2 separate regions of the Sus scrofa genome follow, and region 1 is linked to region 2. Evidence: chromatin contacts called from public Hi-C data. All regions are on one chromosome and are shown on one strand. Each heading gives the region's core, a stretch centred on a gene start, on an enhancer-like site or on the middle of the called end of the contact. The rest is flanking DNA. Distances are from core to core; before and after follow the strand shown.

Region 1 (6,730 bases), core at 1,274-3,773, 400 kb after region 2:
ATCTTTGGATTTCCTGCCTTAGCCCCGTGCTGAGCATAGAATAGCCTACAGTGAGTTTTTGAAAAATAAAAAATCACCCACACTTTCCCTTTAATCTATCTCATAGCTTTATTTAAAATTTATTCCTAGTTATAACAATATATCTTAAGGAAGAAGTAAATTAACCTGTAGGAAATGGGGATGTAAACCATACAAATCAAAACAAGACTTGAAGGAACCAAAGTGAAAACAGTATATGCAAATTATATGAAACACTGGAGTGAAAAACAATATAGTACAGAACTGGTAGCCTGAAACCACCGTTAGTAATGAGCTCAGTGAGGAGAAAAGATTTTTGTATGCTTACCTGTTATGTTGTAATCTCAGAGTCCTGAACAGTACCCAGCACATAGGAAACACTCAGTGAACATATGCTGAATGAGTAAATGAGCTGTTCTGGTTTAAAAGAAAAACAGAAAGGAATATAATTAGCTTTTCTTTCGATTAGGAGTTGACTTGAAGGGTTTTTTTCTTTTCTTTTGTTTGTTTTTGGTGGTTGTTCCAATTCTAGAGCTAAAGAAAGCATCACTTGTGCAGCTGTAATTTTTTTAAATGTAGAACACTGCCAGATAATGACATTTTAATCCCATCAGGAAGAGAGAATAGAATGCAAACTGTTCTTTCTCTCATGACATAAGCCATGGTTCTCTTGCCCTGTGGTTCCTCAATGATAGAGAAGCTTGAAATAGAAAATCATGCGTAGATGTCTGACGTTTGGTTCTCTTCTCTCCAGGGAAATAAACTTATTTCGCCAAACTAGTTTAATAAGCCTTGGTGAACTTTAATGAACTATTAACAATTGGTTGTTTCCCAGAAATGTTTTTCTCTCACTCTATGGATCTTTCTTCTCAGTGACGTGAAGAAAAAGAAAATATTAAAAGAAAAAAACAACACATTTGAATAATGGGAGAATTATTCAAGTAGCATATTCCTGCAACCATCAAATATTATTTATGGCAACACTGTCAGGTATGAATTCATTACCTTCATCATGTAGCATGTCCTCAAGTATTCAGTCTTTCCTTAAACTTGCCCAGATGTAGTCTATTTTATTATTGAAGATTTGCATTCATTTATTCATTCATTTGACAGATTAAAATCAAGTTATGTACTAAGTGCCAATGTTTCAGCTACATCCTGGGGATACAGTGCTGAATAAGACAATTTTGACCCTTGGGGAGCTCATAGCTTCCTAAAGTTCCCTACAGGAGATTTCTTGAATTAAAATGCCCCTGTTTCCAGACTAGTTAAACAATGTGAAGGGAAAGAACATCTTTGAAGTGTTATTATGTGCCAGGCACATTTGGAGGGGTATCCCTAACCATCCTTCCACCTCATGCCTACTTACTTTGTTTCATCTTGCTTTTTTTGCTTCATCTACTAACCCCCACTTGGCATTGTTCACAGCTCCATGTCCAGCTCTGAGAAGTAGCTGGTGTATACAGTATGGGTTTTGTTTGTTTTGTAGTGGTTGCAGGAATGAACTTGAGAGGCAGGAATTCTCATTTTACAAATGAGGCCAAGATTGATGACTTGAATGATTTGCTCATAGGGAGTTCCCTGGTGGCTCAGCAGGTTAAGGATCAGGCATTGTCACTGCTGTGGCTTGGGTTGCTGCTATGGTGAGGCCCAGGAACTTCTGAACGCTGTGGGTGTGGCTCCCCAAAATGATCTCCTCATAACTGTGTAACCCTTAAGTCACAAATCAGGGGTTTAAAGTTGAATGAAGGCAAAGCTAACATTCTTTCTAAAATCACTCCTGTAAATGCGTATTTCTTTACAGAGTTATGCATCTGTGTTCTTTTGTTAAATACCATTATGTGAAAGACAGAGATCTTGCCTTCAAGTGCCTAAAGTCTAGTTAGGGAGAAAAGAAACACCTGAAAATCCAACTAAAAGTAAGTTAGTGTCTGGGCAGGGGAAGAACCTCAGAGACAGTCAAGGGGAGGATGGGCTGGGCCTGGGGCTGGGTTCTTAAGGGCGCTTCCACTTGGCTGAGATCTGTCTTCCCCGGACTATGAGTAGGTAGAAAAAGTAAGTTCCTTCCACTTAGCTTTCCTAAGAGCCCTTCTCTGCCTTCTCTGAGTCCCTGCTCTCATTTAAATCCCAGAGAATAGTGGATTCTGCCCTCTTTTTGAGAGGGAAGATGGTGGAAAGTAGAAGAAAAGCTCCTTTGACAGGGAGTTTGGGGACTTTCTGGTCTAAGACATGAAGAGGTAACAAAAAGCAGTTGCCGTTGTTTTGCCCAGAAACGATAAAAGTATGGGAGTGGAGGGCGGGGTGAGGCGCTAACTTCAAAATACGTCCTCATGGGAAAATCAGAAGTCTTTTGACAAAGTCCTTACACTTACTTGGTAAACATTTGGAGCGACTGTTGGCTTTCCCTGGAGAAGAGGAGGGAGATTTATTCCCTTGGGCAGGGAACAGTGGAACCAAAGGGCGAAAGCCCGATGAAAACACGTTTCTACTCAAGAGTAAGAAATGCCCTTAAAACCAGCCGCACGGAGCCGTCTCGGAGGAAAGTAGTCCAGCAGAGGCAGGCCGCTCCCTGAGTCCTACCAGGCGAAGGACTCAGCCCTGGGGTCGCGATGTCCCGGTCTCGGGTCGCCGGCAGGGGGCGGGTCCGGGAGCCGAGGGTGGGCACGTCGGACTCCAGCTGCGCGCTTGGGGCTCCCCCGGGAGCGACGCGAAGTGGGGAGGGGCAGGGGGCCCCCGGAGCTCAAGCGCGGGCTCCGGCTCGCCGCGGGCGCGGGAACAAGGCGCATCATGCTCGCCGCGGTCGGGAGCCTCCTGCGCCTCCGCTCGGGGTGCATCCCCCGCTGCGCCCCGGGAGCACCGCCAGAAACCTCGAGGCGGCCGGTAGCATCTCTCCGGCCCCGGGGTCTTCCTCAGTACTCCAGTGGCGGGGCCCCGGGCGGCTCGGAGCCTCAGGGTTCCGGTGAGTGGGGGCTGGAAATGGCCTGGGAGCGAGGGGTCCGAGGAGGGGCGGGCGAGGAGCCGCGGCTAGGGGATTGAGGGGTGATTCTCTGTGCCGTCGGTCTGTCGGTTCTTCCGACCAACACCAAGCCTGTCGCTTTCGCAGCAGGGAGGGTCCACAGGGTCCCCGCCGAGCATAAGCCGTCGCAATTCGACAAGAAGATCTTGCTGTGGACCGGACGTTTCAAAGCGATGGAAGAGATCCCCCTAGGATCCCGTAAGTGTAGCCTGTGCCTGGCCCCGGGTGCGTGCGCCGGGGAGGGCGCTGGGGTTGGAGGGTCTATCCACTCACCTCTCGACCTAGAACGAAGGCGGCCGCGGAGCCAAGCAGGTCTTCCTAGCAATACCTTCCACCTTAAGGAATTTGTCTACGGCCCCCTAGTACGGTTAAATGCCAAGCTTCCTGACTAGTCTGGGAACTAAACTAAGCGGAAAAGGGGATTGTTGGAGTTGAGTGAAAACCCTGAAGTTCAATGGGCACTTCCATGGCGCCCGGATACCCGCCCCTAGCGAGCTCCAGGTGGTGAGACAGAGGAGTACTTAGGCCTAACCGAAGGCACCGTTGTCCTCTCGAGCACCCAAGGGGCTGCGGGGACAACAGAGAAAGAGGGGCTCTGTTCAGGGCGGCGGCTTCCTGCTGCACCCAAGGAGTAATCATGGCTCGTGGGGTGGCTGGAGAGTCTCTGGGAAGAAGCCACATCCACTCCTGGAGAGGGAGATGCCTGGTATACGCGGTTCTGCAGCCCTCTGAGCCCGGGATTCTTGGACTAGGACTCACTATGCATCAGCGTCTCTGGCCACTTCCCCCATCCCAAACCGAAGACAGAGGTTCGCTTGATAAAACTCAAGCTGCCAACTTCAGCTCCTTTCTGCTAATGCTAAATTTAAAAAAAAAAAAAAAAAAAAAAAGTAAATATAACCGGTAAAAACAATATTCCTATAGCTTCAGTTTATGCAAAGTCCAAAAATCTTCCCAGCACTTTTCAAGGGAGTGTTTAAAAAGGGGAAGGAAGGAAACTAAGAATAAAATTACTCTACTACTTTTTAAACTAATCTTAAAAAACAAGGAGGCTAGAATTATATCAAATAAGAATTTTAAATGTTCAAATAGATTTATATGAGGTAATCAATGCCTGATAGACTGGATAATGGACATGGGGGACTACATCTTGTTCTGTGCATATTGTCCACACTTTTATTGATTATTAATTTATTGGTTACCAAAAGCATCTCAAATAAATGGAAGAAATACTGGTGGGAAATGTTCATTCAATAATGAATGCTCAAAATTTTAATTTCTTTTTTTATCAAATTATTTGATGAGAAATGGACATAGAATTTGAAATAAAATAGAATTTGAAATCTCTTTTCAGCATTTATTCAACCAAGATGTTATTTGGTAATATTTTATAAAGCATATTTTGTTTTCCTGGAGAGCTATAATAGCCTCTAAACTACAGACGTAGCCCCAAACAGAAATTAGCCACAGAGAAGCTTAAAACACCATTCTTAGTATTTTTTGATTTTGAGTTCTAGTGCTGCAACTGAATAATCCAGAATTTAAAGAACCTGCATTATTGTAAATTAATGCTTGTCAAGGGACAATATTGCATTACTGTAGTTGTATATGTAGAGATCCACATTACAGAAATAATTTCCCCAGGATCACTGTCAAAAGAAATATTATAAACAGAATGTAATAACAAGGTGCCTACGAAAAGTGTTGCAGTTTTTGGTTGGGAACATGAAAAGTATTAGAATATTTTTTATTTTAATTTTCTATAATTTGTTAAAAAGCATTGCTGTTTAAGACAGATATGCCTCCTAAGCTGTGTTAGATTTACAATGTAAACGGCTTTCACTTTTATGTTCTTAATGGACATAATAACAAGTAACCTATAATTTTCGTACCATACACTAATGATATTTAATAATAACTGCACTTTTCTTTTCAGTGTTAAACTAATTTGGCATAGCAGATCAAAGCCAAATGGATGGGTAAAAAAGATCAGATCTTTTAGTTTCCATCTGGAACAAAAGTCATAACAAGTATAATCTAATAAAATCCTAACATTCACCTGTTTACAACTAATTTCTTAAGATTTACATTAATCTGCCTAAAACCTGAGGAAAACAAGCTAGATATTGATTTCTGTGTTCTTTTCACTGGTGAAAGTTAAAAGAATTTTTTTTTGTTTGTTTTTGAGAGGAATTGCAAATTATCTTTCTGAAATTCTTTTTTCATGTAAGTACATTTTATTTATACTTGACATAGAGAAGAAAGAATACCACTGAATACATTCTCAAAAATCATTCTTCAATTATGTGTATTTATAAACTATCATTTCATATTACTGCAAATTGTTAAAGTTTACTTCAGGAAAAAAGGCCCACAAGCATGTTTACTTTTGTAACACTGCTTTGCTAAAATCTTAGACAACTAGCATATAACTTTATTAATAAATAAGGTTATGCAGTATTCAAGTAATCATATTAAAATATCAGAATTATAATAAGAAAACAAAGGTGTGTTTATCTTTTCTTCAAGAAATTACTGTGATTTTGATCACTTCTTTTGAAAACTTCATGCAAAAGCCATGAAGGAAACACCTTTTCTCTAACAGACATTCTCATGAAATATATAATGAAATGTATCATAGCAGTATGAATCATTTTCACAAAATGTTTAATAGTCTGTTTAATGGAAGTAGGATGGGAAGGGGCAAGAAGAGATTTGGAGACCAGTGAAAAGGCAAAATGATGAAAATGAGTTTTAAAAAGCAACTTGTTTAAAACTGACAACAAAGCCCACTTAAGACAGGGGCCAAATGAACGGGAGTCATAGACACACATAGGCGTGTGTCTTCCTTTTATCCCAATGATTGAAACAAAAATAATGGAGAGTCAGGTTGTAATCTCTAGCAGTTATATTTTGAACAGTTAGAAACTAAATATACTGCACCGTGGTTTCATAGCGCCTGACAGTAATTAGGACCTGAATAAATACCTCTTAATTTGCAATTGGTAAGATAATGTGCTAGCATTTGGAAGTCTTTCACATCTGCCATTTCATTCAAGAAGATGTTTGGAATATTTTCATAAGACATCATTGTCTGTTATGCCAGGTGGTAAAGCATATTGCTTTAGTGTCATTAATAGAATACACATCTTGGTTTAGGCCAGAAATGATAGATGCTGCAAGAAACAAAGCACGAGTGAAAGCCTGTTACATAATGATTGGACTGACAATTATCGCCTGTTTTGCAGTGATAGCATCAGCCAAAAGGGTGAGTACCTCTTTAAAGTAAAGCTAGACTTGTGAATTTTAATAAAGATTAGGAGCTTTATTCTCCTTTGGGGGCTTATTGCTCTTCTTTCAGTGTAAGAAGGGCTTCATCTCAGACACTTTGAGGCACCACATATGTCTATCATGCTGGCAACAAAATCATTCATGAAAATTTGAATCAACAAATTAACTATATGGACAGGAGGGACAGAAACTTGTTTCCATTTTTAGATAAGCAAAAACAAACCAAAAAAAAAAAAAATGACAGTTTATAACCTAGTTAAAATCTGTGCAAGAACTTCGTTGTATGAAAGTTATCCAAACTAGATCATTCCTTAAATCATGAACTCAATTAGCTGTTGCACAGAATCATGAAATAGAGATGCAAAGTTGGAAGTGGTGAGCAAGGCAGACCAGTTTGCCTGTATC
Region 2 (7,049 bases), core at 1,217-3,716:
TCCTCAGCAGCATATAGCTAATATAGAAATTGTACAATGTATTTTGTTTATTTTCTATATGTTGTGAAGTGTCCTATTATGCAGGGACTATGTCTGTTTTTATTCATCATTGTTTTCCTAGCATCTAGCACAGTTCTTAGCATCCTTGTGTAGGTATTCACTAGATATTTTTTGAATGAATGAATGGACACAACTCATTCCATTATTAGCACTGGTGTTCCAGTTATTCTTGTGATGAGATCATATGTATCCAGTACATTTCTTTGTGCTTATTATTTAATCAAGTTAAGAGGTGAAATTGACTCTCATCTTTTGGACATTAAGTACTATATATTTTGCCAGGAAGTACACCTAGTTCTTGTTACTTCCTTTAACTATTTTTTTAAAAAAGATATTTATTTATTTATTATAAAATTTTGTCCATTTTAATCTTTATTTACACATTTCTAAGGGGAGTTGTTTCAGAGACAGATTGGGTCATTTGGCTGACCAAGATAGGGCTGCTGCATTGGACATTTCTCTTAATAGAGCTAACCTATCTTACTGTCTTCACACTGATTAATATAGTCAAAGGCAGTGAGTGGTTCTCAACCTTGGCACATTGAAGCTTTTAAAATATCTGAGCGCATACTTCCCGTCAGACCAGTACAATCAGAATCTCTGAGGGTGGGACCCAGGCGTCAGTATTTTCTTAAAATGTCCCAGATGATTCCAAAGTTGAGAACCACTGGTCTAAGGAAAGCCTTTTTAGTTTCTTAAACTTTATTTCTAAGAATGATCAAGGTAGCTTCATCTTTTATCATGTTCACTTATGTCACATCGTTTTAATACCTTCTTGCTGAATTTCTAATGTGCTGCTAATGAGATAGTGTCTTCCTCTGGGAATTTTGCTTTCTACGTGAAATGACTATGTCACAGAATTAACTGAGGGTGGCCAATCATTTGGCATTTATTCCTGGAGACATTAAACCACTCAGGTCTGGGCAGACTAGGACAGTGAACATTGTCACTATGATGCAAGACTGAAAAATTAATTAACTTTTTGAGTATTTTAGTTTTTTTCTCTCTTTAATTAAATTCTCATTTGTGCAAAAAATCAGAATCAGACATTGATTTTTTTTTAAATTAATTACAGGAATTTCAGGAGAGTATAGCCCTTATTGAAGGTTTACAACCATTTTCAACATATATGATACAGATAGCTGTAAAGAATTATTATTCAGATCCTTTGGAACAATTACCTCTGGGAAAAGAGATTTGGGGAAAAACTAAAAGTGGAGGTGAGTTATGTGCGTGGTGTGGGTTTCTAGAGCGGAATTTTGCAATACTTGTGATGTGTATGCCTCCATTAGTTTTTATCTGGATGCTAAGTAATCTTTATGTGAGATTTTAAAGCTTAAAAGAAAAATGTACTTGTGGAATAGTCTGATGGCATAATCCTTATCCTAACACCAGAAGATGATGGATAATATCCCACCAAAATGAAAAAGCAACCATAAGGCAAAACATGATCAATTCTGGGTGACTGGAAACACATTCTTTGGACTCACCACAGAGTGTCACTCTCTTCCTGTGTATTTATCAGTCTCTGTCCATGTGGTGAGACCTAGGAAAGCCAATTCTTTTTTCTTTGAGAATTTTACCGTGGCGACTGAGATATAAAGTAATATAACATCATTGCCTTAGAGAAAATGGATCTAGAATCTATAAAGGTGTTTTAAGAGGTGGAGGTTATTATGAGTGGATGTCATTTCTTTCACAGGTTGCTGATGGCATTCACAAAACTCACTTGAATTAGGTTACTCATCATCATTGGCCATATCCTTGAGCTGGAGTCAGAGAATGATTCAGTTATTAGGCAAAAATAAGCAAGAGCCTTTCAGGCAGTCTGTTAACTTAGTGTTACATAAGAGGCTGGCTTTCCTTCAGAACATCTGTCATTCATTCTGCTCACATGATATGCTTATTCCTCAACCAAGACTCCATTACTTCTTTCCATCTTTCAGTGCTGTTGCAACATCACTTATTGTGCGTTGCTATTTATTTCAGTACCAGAGGCAGTTGAGCTCATTAACACAACTGTGCAGTCAGACACCAGCCTTGTTATATCCTGGAGAGAATCTCACAAGCCAAACGGACCTAAAGAGTTGGTCCGCTATCAGGTGGCAATCTCGCACCTGGCTTCAGTTCCCGAGACTCCACTCAGGCCAAGTGAATATCCAAATGGAAGGCTCTCTCTCCTTGTTACTAGACTGTCTGGTGGAAAACTTTATGTGTTAAAGGTACGGTGAGTGTATTGGGTACTTTCATTGCCATTCTCAAGTGCAAGGTTCAAGAAAGGTTAAGCAGTTTTTTTTGTTTGTTTGTTTTTGTTTTTTTTAACGAAAAGGTTCTGGCCTGCCATGCTGAGGAAATGTGGTGTGCAGAGAGTCAGCCTGTCACTGTTGAAACGTTTGACACACCAGAGAAACCTTATGCCTTGGCTCCAGAGAACACGAGTTTGCAACTAGGTTGGAAGGCTCCATCTAATGTTAACCTCATCAGCTTCTGGTTTGAACTCCAAAAGGTACATCTCACCATACACTTATTTTTTTTTAAATGGATGCACCCAAGGCAAATGGAAGATCCCAGGCTAGGGTTCGAATCAGAGCTGCAGCTAAGGCCACAAGCACAGGCACAGCAACACCAGATCTGAGCCACATCTACAACCTACACCGCACCTTGTGGCAACACCAGATCCTTAACCCACTGAGTGAGGCTAGGGATTGGACCTGCAACCTCACGGATACTATGTCAGGTTCTTAACCCGCTAAGCCATTAATGGAAACTCCTCACCATACACTTTTAATGCAAATCTTTGTTTTATGCTATAGAATAAATCAGAAGGCCTTTAAAAAAATATCTCTAGGGCATTCAATTGTATAAATGAGCAATATAGTTGTCAGCATTCATCAATTCAGGTTTTCCAGATAGAAGCAGTAAGCCATCTAGACTAATTAATTTCTGATGGAAAAAATTATCGGAGAGATTAAATTGCTCTTAAAAGTTTCCATAAGTAGGATATAAGTTATGGTTCACTGGTTTCATAATATTTTACTTACTTTAGATGTTATCAGCTTGGTCCTCTAGTTTAAAGTCCATAACAATTTGGTGTTTTCTATGAAAAAAATGAAAGAAGTGAATAAATATAAACTTAGTATTGTTTAGAAATGTTCTTTCAACCATTTAAAGGTAATATGGCAACAGGAGAGAAATAAAATATAAAGCCAGTTTATCCTATACTAGTTTGATATTGATCGTAAACTTTAAATGGTTATTCATCCAAAAATCTTTATGGTTTAACCATTGTGAAAATACCTATTAAATTTATGCATCAATTAATGAATTCATTTCCAGGAAAGTCTACATTGATTTTTATACTGATACACTTAATAGACTATTAAGTTTTTATAATTGTGACATTTCCTTTTTCACTATTATATATTTGCATATCCACATTTGTAAAGATTGGTTGGGAGTGTTTTGTCCAGAAGGAACTTAAAAAAAAAAAATCAGTATAGTCCTGGCTTCATATTTCTTTAAAACTGAAGTTGCTCTCCAGGATGTTTTAAAATTTTACGAAATAAAATATTTTTGGTAATCTTTTTGGTTTTTTTTTTTTTTTAGGGCCGCACCCGAGGCACATGGAGGTTTCCAGTCTAGGGGTCGAATTGGAGCTACAGCTGCTTGCCTACACCTCAGCCATAGCAATGCGGGATCTGAGTTTCGTCTGCCTCCTACACCACAGCTCACGGCAATGCCAGATCCTTAACCCACTGAGTGAGTCCAGGGATCGAACCTGCGTCCTCATGGCTGCTAGTCGGGTTCGTTAATCACTGAGCCATGATGGGAACTCCTATTTTTGGTAATCTTGTACTTTTTAGATAAAAACTATGACAAATACAAAACAGTGAATACTGAGTTAAGTCCAAAAGTTTAATTGGACTTTTCCCATTGAGCATGTTTATGAAGATTTGTTGCCAATTTGAAAAATGGTCATTTCATAAAAAATTAAGTTTTAAATAGGAGAAAGTGAAGGATCATTTCTTTTTGGACATCCATTTAAGTCAGCCTGATGCAGTTCAGTGTGAAGTCAAGGGGAAGGATGCAAAGATTTTTTCCAGATCAAAGAAGTGAAATGAGGACGGACCTTAGAGGTGATGACTCTAGCCTCTCATTTTACTGATGAGAAGCTAGAGACCCAGACAGGTGCCTTGATGAGTCACATATCCCCAGTTAGGCAGAGGAGGACCCTCGGGGCCTGACTCATCACTATGGCAGGCCTGCTTGGTCCATCCATGGAAGGAACATGTCTCATTGTCACCCACCCCACTTCTCAAAGTTTGGGAGAGGGACAGCAGACAGGGACTACCTAGTTCAGTCCTCATGACTTTCTTTTTTTTTTTCTCTTCTTTTCCTTTTAAATTATTATTTCCCCAATACAATTTTTTTTCTACTGTATAGCATGGTGACCCAGTTACACATACATGTATACATTCTTTTTTCTCACATTATCATGCTCCATCATAAGTGACCAGACATAGTTCCCAGTGCTACACAGTAGGATCTCATTGCTAATCCATTCCAAAGGCAATAAACTGCATCTGTTAACACCAAGCACCCCATCCACCCCACTCACTCCCCCTCCCCCTCCCCCTTAGCAACCACAAGTCTATTCTCCAGGTCCATGATTTTCTTTTCTATGGAAAGGTTCATTTGTGCCATATATTAGATTCCAGATAGAACTGATATCATATGGTATTTGTCTTTGTCTTTCTGACTTACTTCACTCAGTATGAGAGACTCTAGTTCCATCCATGTTGCTGCAAATGCCATTATTTTGTTCTTTTTTATGGCTGAGTAGTATTCCGTTGTGTATATATGCCACATCTTCCCAATCCAATCATCTGTCAATGGACATTTGGGTTGTTTCCATGTCTTGGCCGTTGTGAACAGAGCTGCAATGAACATGCAGGTGCACGTGTCTTTTTCAAGGAAAGTTGTGTCTGGATATATGCCCAAGAGTGGGATTGCTGGGTCATATGGTAGTTCTATGTATAGTTTCCTAAGGTACCTCCATACTGTTCTCCACAGTGGTGGTACCAGCTTCCATTCCCACCAACGGTGCCGGAGGCTTCCCTTTTCTCCACACCCCCTTGGGCATTTGTTCTTTGTGGACTTATTAATGATGGCCATTCTGACTGGTGTGAGGTGGTATCTCATGGTGGTTTTGATTTCCATTTCTCTAGTAATCAGGGATGTTGAGCATTTTTTCATGTGCTTGTCGGCCATCTGTACATCTGCCTTGGAGAAATGTCTATTCGGGTGTTTTGCTCATTTTTTTCAATGGGGTTGTTGGCTTTTTTGCTGTCGAGTTGTATAAGCTGTTTGTATATTCTAGAGCTTAAGCCCTTGTCAGTTGCATCATTTGAAAGTATTTTGTCCCATTCTGTAAGTTGTCTTTTTGTTTTCTTTTTGGTTTCCTTTGCTGTGCAAAAGCTTGTCAGCTTGATGAGGTCCCATCGGTTTATTTTTGCTTTTATTTTCTGTTGCTTTGGGAGACTGACCTGAGAAAACATTTGTAAGGTTGATGTCAGCGCATGTTTTGCCTGTGTTCTCTTCCAGGAGCTTGATGGTGTCTTGTCTTATATTTAAGTCTTTCAGCCATTTTGAGTTTATTTCGGTGCATGGTGTGAGGGGGTGCGTTCTAGTTTCATTGATTTGCATGCAGCTGTCCAGGTTTCCCAGCAATACTTGCTGCAAAGACTGTTTTCCTCCCCGCATTTTATGTTCTTGCCTCCTTTGTCAAAGATTCATTGACCATAGGTGTCTGGGTTTATTTCTGGGTTCTCTATTCTGTTCCATTGGTCTGTCTGTCTGTCTGTCTGTCTGTCTGTTTTGGTACCAGTACCACACTGTCTTGAGGACTGTGGCTTTGTAATATTGCCTGAAGTCTGGGAGAGCGATGCCTCCTGCTTGGTTTTTGTTCCTCAGAATTGCTTTGGCAATTCTGGGTCTTTTGTGGTTCCATATACATTTTTGGATTGTTTGTTCTAGTTCTGTGAAGAATGTCATGTGTACTTTGATAGGGATTGCATTGAATCTGTCTATTGCTTTGGGTAGTATGGCCATTTTTACACTATTAATTTTTCCTGCCCATGAGCATGGAGTATCTTTCCATTTCTTTACATCTTCTTTAATTTCCTTGATGAATGTTTTATAGTTCTTGGCATATAAGTCTTTTACCTCCTTGGTCAGGTGTATTCCCAGGTATTTGATTTTTTGGGGTGCAATTTTAAAAGGTATTTTATTTCTGTGTTCCTTTTTTAATATTTCATTGTTTTTATACAGAAATGTGACTGATTTCTGAATGTTAATCTTATATCCTGCAACTCTGCTGAATTTGTTGATCAGTTCAAGTAGTTTTTGGTTTGAGTCCTTGGGGTTTTCTATATATAGTGTCATGTCATCTGCATACAGTGACAGTTTTACCTCTTCTCTTCCTTTTTGGATGCCTCATGACTTTCATGTGATGCTTTTGTTTCAGAACTTCTCTACACTTGCTTAGTACAGGTTCCATACACTTAGGAAATCATGAAGCTGAAAATGGAAGATAGCGTAATTTCTACATGTGTGACCATCTATAAGTAGTACCCGATGAGCACAGCCAAAGGCCATGTGCTGGTGATGACCTCTAGTCAGAAAGTTCTATTTTTTTTTGAGCAACTTGAACCTACCTCATGATGATAGGACAGCTAGGAATGGCCCTATAACCTCACAATGAAACTCTGAGGGGTGAGTGACGAGGGTGAATACATGGATTTTAATGAATCTTTTCTTTAGAAAGGAAAGGAGAAAAGGATAAACTTCCAGGCTTGGCTTTTCCTTACATGGAAAAATGAGGGATTTAGAGCACAAGGCTAAATTATCTAGATCTTAAATTCCATAGATTCTTAATCACAATAGTGTACAGAAGAGGAACACAGGCAATTTAAGATCAAAGAGAAACA

What was found. A called contact is a pair of places that touch in the nucleus more often than the background predicts.
Region 1: a Hi-C map of skeletal muscle shows a contact between it and region 2, with 8 times the contacts expected there. The contact joins the promoter of FAM162B here to the enhancer-like site in region 2. A contact is called at or near these places in 5 of 47 Hi-C or Micro-C datasets (embryonic fibroblasts, epiblast stem cells, fetal skeletal muscle and 1 more).

Annotation. Positions count from the first base shown.
Region 1 is chr1:44,887,059-44,893,788 of Sscrofa11.1, forward strand. It overlaps FAM162B (protein FAM162B), which reads left to right and starts at 2,524. Exons shown (of 5, transcript XM_005654391.3): 1 at 2,524-2,977; 2 at 3,125-3,214; 3 at 3,217-3,232; 4 at 6,194-6,302. The coding sequence starts at 2,806. LOC110260274 (a long non-coding RNA gene) reads right to left here and starts at 2,525. Exons shown (of 3, transcript XR_002343261.1): 1 at 2,391-2,525; 2 at 347-435.
Region 2 is chr1:44,482,200-44,489,248 of Sscrofa11.1, forward strand. ROS1 (proto-oncogene tyrosine-protein kinase ROS) reads left to right here. Exons shown (of 44, transcript XM_021089102.1): 29 at 1,136-1,280; 30 at 2,050-2,282; 31 at 2,390-2,566. Among named protein-coding and RNA genes, the nearest start is that of VGLL2, 72 kb to the right of the region's middle. Within about 2 kb of position 2,467, at least 1 of the 83 cell types and tissues checked has an H3K27ac peak or open chromatin away from gene starts, as enhancers often do. A contact at or near this core is called in skeletal muscle, where this site is marked.